Linked DNA regions of Mus musculus: region 2 is linked to region 1. A link is a contact called in public HiChIP or PLAC-seq data. All regions are on one chromosome and are shown on one strand. Each heading gives the region's core, a stretch centred on a gene start, on an enhancer-like site or on the middle of the called end of the contact. The rest is flanking DNA. Distances are from core to core; before and after follow the strand shown.

Region 1 (5,060 bases), core at 181-2,680:
TCAGTCCCCATCTGCAAAGCAAAACCAAACAAATGTTCCTATGATCCTATCTTATCAGTAGACGGCTAGCCTTCTCTTCCTCTCTGCTAGCCACTCAAAAACATCTTTTTTACCACTAGGGAGGAAGGGAATCAAATATTGCTCTTTCACACTTAGGAGCTGCTTTCTATGGGAAGCTTGCTCTCCTAAGCCAAAGCAAGCTGCCCTTTCATTAGTGGTCTGACATCTTATTAGCAAACAAAATTGCTTAAGGCTTTGTCTTAGTGTCATTGTTCCATCTGGACTCAAGACGCAGCAAACCTAGCTTCAACCAACAGAAGGAACTCGATGTACTTAGATGTACTCGATAGTCACAGGCTTCAAGATCTGAGTAAGACATGTTTATTCTTGAAAGAATCCACTGAAATCCCTCCTTCTCGACTATTAGTTTTCCTCCTATAACCTGTGTGAAGTCGTGGGGGGATTTTTCTCGCCCCCACCCTGCAGTTTTCAGTGTCAGAAAACAAAGCACAGAATCTTCTCATAGTGGTGTCTTCAATAAGCCTAACATGCAACATCAATTAAATTACAGATTATTTTAGTACTAAGACAGTTCCGTTTCCTCTTTGGCCTGTTTTACGGAGGAAAAAGTACCTGCTCCAATCAGAGATTGATTTCTGATGGGTAAACAGAAACACGTTAGGGGGACTAGTTTTAGTTCTTAAATTCCAGTTCACAAAATGAGCCCCACCCCCACCCCCCGCAGGGCCAATGCTTCAGCTCGGCTCTTCCTTTTCTTCCTAAACAGAGTCGAGAGCTTGCTTGTAGCCTCCTTTTTCTTTGGAATACTCCCCTTCCTTGTCCACCTCCTCCCAGCCTGGCGCAGCGCTCGGAAGGCAGGACTTTGGGAAAGTCGCGCCTTTCTAAAGGAGTGGGTGCTGTTTACAGGCTCCGGCTGCTGGCCCCGAAGGTGACTGGAGTCAAATGTAAACCTGGCGTTTATCTCTCGCAGTCAAACATGTTGTGCAACCGGGAGCAGTGGGCACTGTGTGAAAGGTTGTTCCGGCAGCAGCCCCAGGTTCAGGATTACTCAGCTCTTCACCCTGAGCTATGTGGGACCAAGATACTGGAGGTCACCTGTGATGGAAAGACCAACGGGCCAATGAGAGGAACCAGGAGGCGGGGAAACAGTTCTTGGCAAACATTGCGGCACAGGGCAGGACATCTGAAGGAAAGTTGTTTTGTGACCTTTATTGTTTCCCATGAAAACTTTCTCAGGCATGAAACCTTAGAAGTCAGAGCAGTTTCTGGCAATACTGGTTTATTGGGGGGCCAAAACATGCTTTTTTGTAAAAGCCATTTTTCTTCTTTTTCTTGAGTCAAGATCCATCATCCCATGCAGCCCAGGGTACCTGAGAGCTGAGAATGACCTTGAACTCTTGGTCTTGCGGCCACCCCCCATTGACAGGCATGTTCTGCCAGACCCAGCTAACAGTCTGTTTTCCTTTGGTAGTAAAATGTTTAACTATTAAAAAGAACATCATCAGGCCAGTCACCCATGCTTTGTATCCTGTGAGGCTGAGACAGGAGGCCTGAGAGTTTGAAACCTGAATTTGTATTTCTTTTTTCTTTCTTTCTTTTTTTTGGAGGGGGGTGTGGGCTTTTGAGACAGGGTTTCTCTGTGTAGCCCTGGCTGTCCTGGAACTCACTCTGTAGACCAGGCTGGCCTCGAACTCAGAAATCTGCCTGCCACTGCCTCCCAAGTGCTGGGATTAAAGACATGCGCCATCACTGCCTGGCTTGAATTTGTATTTCCAAAAACCAAATACAAATACCTAAACAAAACAACAGAAGAAAAATATAAGGAGAGATGTTTAAAATCCATTTTGCTAAGAACCAGCTCTATTATGGCTGAGGTCATCATATGCTTATTAGTTTTTGTCACTTTTGTTTTGGTAACTTAAAAGCCTTTTCTCCCTTACCATATTTTAAGCACTTAAATAATATTCTATTCATCATATTTTATAACAGGACTTTCTATAGACCTGCCAGCTATATAAATAATGTCAGAGGTTTGTTAATATTTTAAAGCTCAGGCCTTAGCTGGCAGTCTTGCAAGGACTCTATCCTGATTAATTCTGGCCTGCATCCTGCCCCATGGCCAGTTCTACCTTTCCGCCAGGGCTCTCAGTCCACCTCCGCACGTGCTGCTGAATCTCCTGTGTCCCAACTCTTCTCCCAGCGTCCCTATCTCCTACCTTCCACTTCCTGCTCAGCTATGGGCCTTCATTAAAGCCGATGAGATACAATTCTAGACTGCCTTAGGCAGGTGAGGGAGAACAAATATTTACAAAATATGAGACCAGTGATGGGCCAAGGAAATAACAATACCAGATCCTGCTAATGTTTAGCTCTCTGCAAGCACAGCATTAACACTTGAATATACAGAGAGACACACCTTCACATGATGAATCGCAACAATGTTTCACTTTAATAATTCACCCAAATAGATTGCTTTCATTCTGTTTCTATACATAACACCCAAATGAACATAGTTGAAATAAAGCTTCCTATAAGAAAAGTTGTAAGTTCAGTGCCTTATAACACATATAAAACCTATGTAAAGCTGGGGTGTGTGTGTGATGGCAAATGCCTTTAATCCTAGTGTTTGGCAGGTGGATCTCTGAGTTCAAGGCCAGCCTCGTCTACAGAGTGAGTTCCTGGACAGCTAAAGCTACACAGAGAAACCCTGTCTAGAAAAATAAGACAAAACCCCAACTTAACATACAGAATATATGGAGCCGGGCTTGATGGTGAATGGCTCTGATGCATGCTTCAAAGGAGAAGGTGATGTCGGAGGAACGGGAAGGAGTTCCAGGTTAGCCTTGCCTACATAGCAGTTTTGAGACTAGGCAGAGCTACATGAGACCCCGCCTTAAAAACAAACAAGCAAAAAGGTATATCTGAGTAGCTCCAAGAACAATAACAAAGAAACAGGAGAGGGGTCACACCAACTCACAAAATAAAACATCTCTCGTAACCCGGAAGTCCGCCTCTTGCTTTCCCTCACATCCTTCTTCTTCCACACCGATAACCGACAGCCTAAACGTTTTGTTTACCACATAAATGTTCTGGGTATTAGTTTCCCCTCAGTTAGAATCTGGTTGATGGGGAGAAGGCTTCGGGTTAGAAATGAACAGGACTCTGCCGAGGGCTTGAGTTCTGTTCCTAGCATCCACACTGAGCGGCTCACAACTGCCTGTAACTCACTTCCAGAGGTACTGACTCCTCCTCCCAAGTACCTGCACTCATGTCCACAAACCCACACTTAGATACATATACCTATTCATAATTAAAAATAAATCTTGCCAGGCGTGCGCACACCTTTAATCCCAGCACGCGGGAGGCAGAGGCAGGCGGATTTCTGAGTTCGAGGCCAGCCTGGTCTACAGAGCGAGTTCCAGGACAGCCAGAGCTATATAGAGAAACCCTGTCTCAAAAAAAATAAAATAAAATGAAATAAAATAAATCTTGCCAGGCGTGCGCTCGCCTTTAATCCCAGCACGCGGGAGGCAGAGGCAGGCAGATTTCTGAGTTCCAGGCCAGCCTGGCATACAAAGTGAGTTCCAGGACAGCCAGGACTATTCACAGAAACTCTGTCTCGAAAAACCAAAAATAAATAAATAAATAAATAAATAGATAGATAGATAGATAGATAGATAGATCTTGAGAGAGAAAGAATTTGATAGTGACGGTGAGTGCCTTGCATGCTTGTCCAGCTAGTTTCCTGGTGTCTGTGGGAAGCATCGGCTTCTAGTTCTACTCCAAAAATGATCGGACTTGTCAGATTTATATAGGCAGTGGCCCCACAGACCAGGGAGCCCCTGTCTAGTCTAGAGGTGAGCTCTGGAGTGGCAGTTCTCAGCACTGAGGAATTAGGACTTAGTTCTAAGAAGTTGTACCCTAGAATGGTGTCAGTCTGGTTTTCCTGTGTGAGGTTTCTCTCACCCGCCTCACTTCTCTCTACCAAGAATTTGGTTTGAGTTTTTAAATTTGTACATTGTTATTTCCTTACTTCTTAAATGGGCAGCGGTTAGGGCTGGAAATGTGACTCAGTTGGCAGAATGCCTGGCTAACATGTGAGAAATTCCCCAGCGCCACATAAAACCGGACATGCCTGTGGTCTCAGCCCTTGGGAGGTGGAGGCAGGGACATCAGAAGTTCAAAGTCATCTTCTGCTACGTGGGAGTTTCAGGCCTGCCTGGGCTACGAGGCCTTTTCTAGAAACAAAACAAAGTAAAACCCTAACTCAAACCCAAACAAACAAACAAGCAAACAAATAGACATTTCTCTTAGCAGAGCTTATTGATAGCTGACATCTGAGATGAACGCCAAGATAATTGGTCTCAGCTTTATGTGACTCCAGAAGTCAGATTGTTCAGATTGATCTTGGCACTAAAAATACAGGAGCTAAACTGAATTAAAAATAGCCGGGTCAGCTATTGATATGCCCTCAGCACTTGGGAGGACAAGGTAGGAATATTAAGAGTTTGAAGCCATCAGCTGGTCACGTGGCATAGTGGGTAAAAAACACTTATACAGCAACTTTGCCAACCTCATTCAGTCTCTAGAACTCATAGTGAAAGGAAAGGCTCCCAAAAGTTGTTCTCTGACCTGAGACACGTGCTAAGGCATATACGTATCCCCACCACACACATTAATAATAATAATTCTTTTTTTTTTTTCGAGACAGGGTTTCTCTGTGTAGCCCTGACTGTCCTGGAGCTCACTTTGTAGAGCAGGCTAGCCCCAAACTCAGAAATCTGCCTGCCTCTGCCTCCTGAGTACTGGGATTAAAGACGTGCACCTTTAATAATAATAATAACAAATGATAATAAATTTAATAATAATTCTTGAAATAAAAATATTAAAACAAGCCAGGCGGATTCCCCATTAAATCAAAGCATAAGAGCCACTCTTCCACAAGTGGTAGGGCACATGCTTAGCATACACATGGCTCTCAGTTTAATATCTAATACCTAAACTACATAAGAGCATAAATAGTCATTGGGCGGTGGTAG
Region 2 (5,129 bases), core at 1,046-3,545, 130 kb after region 1:
TCAGTAGTTAAGAACACTGTGGTGATTTGAATAGGTTTGGCCCCTATAAACTCCTGTGCTGGAATGCTTGGCCCATGGGGAGTGGCACATTAGGAGGCATGGCCTTGTTGGAGGAGGTGTGGCCTTATTGGAGGAGGTGTGGCCTTTTTGGAAGATGTGTGACCTTGCTGGAGGGGGTGTGGCAGGAGGTATGTCACTGTAAGGGTGGGCTTTGAAGTCTCTATGCTCAATCTCCACCCAGTTTGGAAAGAGAGCTTCCTCCTCGCTGTCTGCACAAGACATAAGTCTTCTGGCTGCCTTCAGATCAAGATGTAGAACTCTCTGTTTCTCCAGCACCATGTCTCCCTGCATGCTGCCATGTTTCCCACCATGATAAAAATGGACTGAACCTCTGAAACTAAAAGCCAGCCTCAATTAAGTGTTTGCCTTTATAAGTGTTGCCTTGGTCATGGTGTCTCTTCACAGCAATAAAACCCTAACTAAGATAGACACTGACTACTTTTAGAGAGGACCCATGTTTCATTCTCAGCACCCACATGGTGGCTCATAACCATGTGTAACCCCAGTGCCAGGGTATCCAATGCCTTCTTCTGATCTCCAAAGGCACCGGGCATATACATAGTGTGCATACACACAGGCAAAACATTCGTACACATAAAAAAAAAAAAAAAAAAAAACCAAACCTTTAACTAAAAGTTTTTTAACTGTGAATACTTTATAGGCATGGAATCATGTTTTAAAATAACAACAACTTAAACATAATCCTACTACCTCTACACAACAATTATTTCCAGTTAGTTGTCTTTCTTCCAACAGATAGCTGTAAACTGTGATATGCAAATGGCATATCAACTTTGCATTCCTAGTTATTTCATTGCTGTTAGTTTATAAACAATATTGTACGGGTATAATGTTGCTAGCACTTAATCACATAAGCCTGACAGGAAAGGAAAAAAAAAGTTAATTTTTATCATCAACACATTGGGGGGAGCCTTAATTTTCTATTATAGACATACATAATTGATAAAGACTGAAGCACACTTCAAAATGACTCTTTAATCAGATATGATTTTTACAAGGCCACACCTCCTCCAACAAGGTATAATGGTATACTTTATACCTGGTATAATGGTTAGTTTTGTTATCTTGACACAATCTAGCATTACCTGGGAAGACAGTCTCAATGAGGGATTGCCTAAGTCAGGTTGGCCTATGAGCTTGTCTGTGGGGGATTAATTTGATCACATGTTAATTGATGTCAGAAGGCCCAGCCCGTTGTGGGTCGCACAATACCCTGGGTCCCAGGTTGTATACAAGTGGAGAACATTAGTTGAGCAGTAGGCATGCAAGCCCACAAGCATTTTCTCCCTGCTAGAGACTGTAAATAAGACGAGCTGTTTCAAGTTTCTGCTTCCTGATCTGTGAGCTAAAATAAGCCCTTCTCCCCCTAAGTTGTCTTTTTATTAAGATATTTATGTGAAAGCAACAGAAAGGAACTCTGCCATGACCCTTGAGGCTTGGGTTCTGGAAGCCTGGCCAGGGTTGGAGAGGGAATGCAGACAAGACAGACACATTGACACAGTGAAGCTGGGGTCAGGTGGGGTCTGAGCAGTGTGTTTATTAAATACAGCAGAGGGTTTGCTGGTTCATACACGGTCTAGTTCCAGCTCAGGATAGTCTCAGGCTATAAAAATCCAGGAAGAGGAAGGTCGACTGCCAGCCTTTACACATAGCGATCAATCGTTGGAATCTGGGGATGTGTTGCTATTTTTCCTGAGCCTGGGCCATATGGCTCTATGGGTAATGACTTTGCCAATTTCACATGGCTCTGAGGCCTTAGAGTACTCAACATGTCTGTGCCTGTGCCAAGGATGCACACGTACTTAGAACACTCACGCAGGGCTTCCTCCAGTCCCCACAAAACTAGTAAGGCACCAGGTTTCACGTGAAGCTTACAAAACCAGAAACCAGGAGAGAGATTTCGAGAAGCTAGTGGAAAGATGCCTTAAGTGTGGGAGAAGAGCGCTCTGGTCTTTGGCATGGAAGATGGGGAGGAAGTGACCCTGAAAGGGCACGCAGCAAGGTGGAACGTTCCAGCAGTGAGAGGAGGACCTGGCGGAGAGATACCTACAGCGGCCAGAGAAAGCAATCTGTTAACGGGATCCAGAGCAGACTATAGGGAAAGGTTGGTGTCTGTGGGAAGTCGCCAAAGTGGGGCTGAGAGGAATCAGAAAACAGTCCTTGGTCTGCTCATCAGTTTGTTCCTGCCACAAAGTTCCCGATGCAAACCACAGGAAGCACCACCCTGTGCCAACTTCGTCACAGAGTTCATCCACCAAGGTGAAAACACTTGTGACTCTGTTCTAAACACAAGCCAGAACCCAGGGAACAGACTAAGGTTGGGGGTGGGGTGGGGAGGGGGCTGGAACGGAGGAGGCCGCTGGTATTGAAGGCCATGCAAACGCTCTATTTGGGCAGCAAACAAACACCTCAGGCAAACTGGGTTTACCTAGAGATAGATAGCATAAAAATAAATCAGTGTTTTCATTCGGGAGGCTTCATTCTTTATAAGTAGTAGAGAAGGCACCCCAGAAAAATCTTACTTACTAACTGAAGACGTATGTGGATATGAAACTCATGACAGAGGGCCATCCACTTAAACACCAAAAATGATGGAATAACACACTAAATAATATAAGGCTCAAATAATTCATAATAAAATTAACAAATTAAGGTTATTGATTTTGTCTAGCTCAAAAACTGAACTTAGTATAGGTCCCACATTAATTTTATTTTTCCTGAGTTATCAAATGCAAAGAAAAAGTATATAAATATTACTCTCAAAATCTTGTGATTTAGGAATGTTCTCTCTCTCTCTCTCTCTCTCTCTCTCTCTCTCTCTCTCTCTGTTTTTCTCATAATTACAATAAATCTTATGTTTCAGGGCCAGTGAGCTAGCTCAGCAAGTCAAAGCATTTGCTGTGCTGGCCTGACCATTTGAGTTAAACTCTTCAACCCACAGTAAAAGGAGTGAGAGAACAGACTTCTGAAAGCTGCCCTTTGACCTCCATACATCCACTGTGCCCATATTCACATCCACACATACCATCATGCATATGTATACTCTCTCTTTCTAAATAAAAATTGTAAAAATACAGGACAGTCATTGTGGTGCACACCTTTGACCCCAGCACTCAGGAGGCAGAGGCAGGAAAATCCCTGAGTTGGAGGCCACCCTGGTCTACATAGCAAATTCCAGAATAGCCAGACTACATAGAAAGACCCTGTTTCAAAAAACAAAACAAACAAGCAAAACCCAATGGTTTAAAAGTTACTGTTTTTTAATGAATATACATCTCCCATTACCTTCTTTGGTTCTCATTATTCCTGAAGTGGAGAAAAAATGAATTTATAGTTCAAACTCCTTCGTTCCTAACAAATCAGGGAAAAGAACTGAATCTGGGTGCAAATATTTAACTGGCCAGTATGAACAATAGCTAGAAGTGAAGTTGCTCATGAAATATGGTCACACTAATGTGTAGGCCCTGAGTCATCAGGATAAAAAAAGGAAATGCTAATAATAAGGAATAGAATCATACACTCTTGAATTCAATTTACCATCCTCCAGGCACTGCTGGAGCAGAGCACAACCCATTTACAGGCCATTCGCCCTCGTGTTAGGAATGCTTTATTGGCTTGCACATTTTCTCCTCTTGCTTGCCATTTCTTGCTGAGATTCTATGAGACCAAAATCAAAAAAAGACATATTCTTACTTATTATTTATGATAAAGATATTATGATCTTTTGGTGTTAGTTCTTATTTGTAAGTCTAGTAGAGTTTTTCAGTAAATCTATCTGGTTCTGGACTTTTTTTGGCTAGATTATTTTTTATTGCTATTTCTACCACATTGCTTCTTATTCTTACACTTCTTTTTTTTCCTTTTAAGACAGGGTGTCTCTAAAAGCTCTGGTGGTCCTGGAACTTACAATGTGGATCAGGCTGACCTGGTACTCACAGAGATCTGCTTGTCTCTCCCTCCCAAGAGCTGGGCTTAAAGGCATGCACCACCACACCTGGCCAATTTCATTGCTTCTTATAGATCTGTCTAGATTGTATATTTCATCTTTGTTTAATTTTGTTAGGAAATAGGCATAAAAATGCATCTGTTTAGCTTTTCTAATTTGGTAGAACATAGTATTTTTCTCTTCTTTTCTTTTCTTTTCTTTCTTTCTTTCTTTCTTTCTTTTTTTTTTTTTTTTTTTTTTTTTTTTTTTTTTTTTTTTTTTTGAGACAGGGTTTCTCTGTGTAGCTCTGGCTGTCCTGGAATTCACTCTGTAGACCAGGCTTGCCTCAAACTCAGAAATCCACTTGCCTCTCCATTTCTTTTTTTTAAACTTTTTTTATTAGATACTTTCTTCATTTACATTTCAAATGCTATCCCAAAAGTCCCCTATACCCTCCCTCTGCCCTGCTCCCCTACCCACTCACTCCCACTTCTTGGCCCTGGCGTTCCTCTGTCCTGGGGCATATAAAGTTTGCAAGACCAAGGGACCTCTCTTCCCAAGGATGGCCGACTAGGCCATCTTCTGCTACATATACAGCTAGAGACACGAGCTCTGGGGGTACTGGTTAGTTCATATTATTGTTCCACCTATAGAATTGCAGACCCCTTCAGCTCCTTGGTTACTTTTTCTAGCTCCTCCATTGGGGGCCCTGTGTTCCAGCCTATAGATGACTGTGATCATCCACTTCTGTATTTGCCAGGCACTGGCATAGCCTCACAAGAGACAGCTATATTTGGGTCCTTTCAGCAAAATCTTGCTGGCGTATGCAATGGTGTCTGGGTTTGGTGACTGATTATGGGATGCTGCCTCTGCCTTCTAAGTGCTGGGATTAAAGGCATGAGCCACCACTGCCCAGTCAGAACATAGTATCTTAATACAATATTTTAATTTATTATTTGAGAGTTTCCTGCATGTATACAATGTTTTTTCATTGTACTGATCTCTACTTCCTTCTCCAATTCCCCATAGACCTCCATACATATCTCCTTCTCAAAATTATGTCTTCTTTTTGTTTTATAACCCACCAAATCCAATTAGCACTTCATGTATGTACATGGTTGGG

Evidence for each region. HiChIP or PLAC-seq counts read pairs in DNA pulled down with a chosen protein or histone mark.
Region 2: a contact with region 1 is called in a BATF HiChIP or PLAC-seq map of CD8 T cells, with 7 read pairs. The contact joins two enhancer-like sites. A contact is called at or near these places in 6 of 39 promoter capture datasets (the C10 cell line, the HPC-7 cell line, cranial neural crest and 3 more), 1 of 15 datasets of contacts at CTCF or cohesin (the NIH/3T3 cell line), 2 of 484 Hi-C or Micro-C datasets (Sertoli cells and nephron progenitors), 8 of 115 datasets of contacts at active chromatin or transcription factors (CD8 T cells, the HPC-7 cell line, effector CD8 T cells and 5 more) and 3 of 9 other capture datasets (adipose tissue, liver and pancreatic islet).

What each region holds. Positions count from the first base shown.
Region 1 is chr12:51,844,046-51,849,105 of GRCm38.p6, forward strand. It overlaps Gm34894 (a long non-coding RNA gene), which reads right to left. Exons shown (of 3, transcript XR_381584.4): 2 at 1-1,116. Among named protein-coding and RNA genes, the nearest start is that of Gm34894, 5.3 kb to the right of the region's middle. Within about 2 kb of position 1,431, at least 392 of the 459 cell types and tissues checked have an H3K27ac peak or open chromatin away from gene starts, as enhancers often do. A contact at or near this core is called in CD8 T cells and effector CD8 T cells, where this site is marked.
Region 2 is chr12:51,974,441-51,979,569 of GRCm38.p6, forward strand. No RefSeq gene overlaps it. Among named protein-coding and RNA genes, the nearest start is that of Heatr5a, 5.7 kb to the left of the region's middle. Within about 2 kb of position 2,296, at least 34 of the 459 cell types and tissues checked have an H3K27ac peak or open chromatin away from gene starts, as enhancers often do. A contact at or near this core is called in CD8 T cells and effector CD8 T cells, where this site is marked.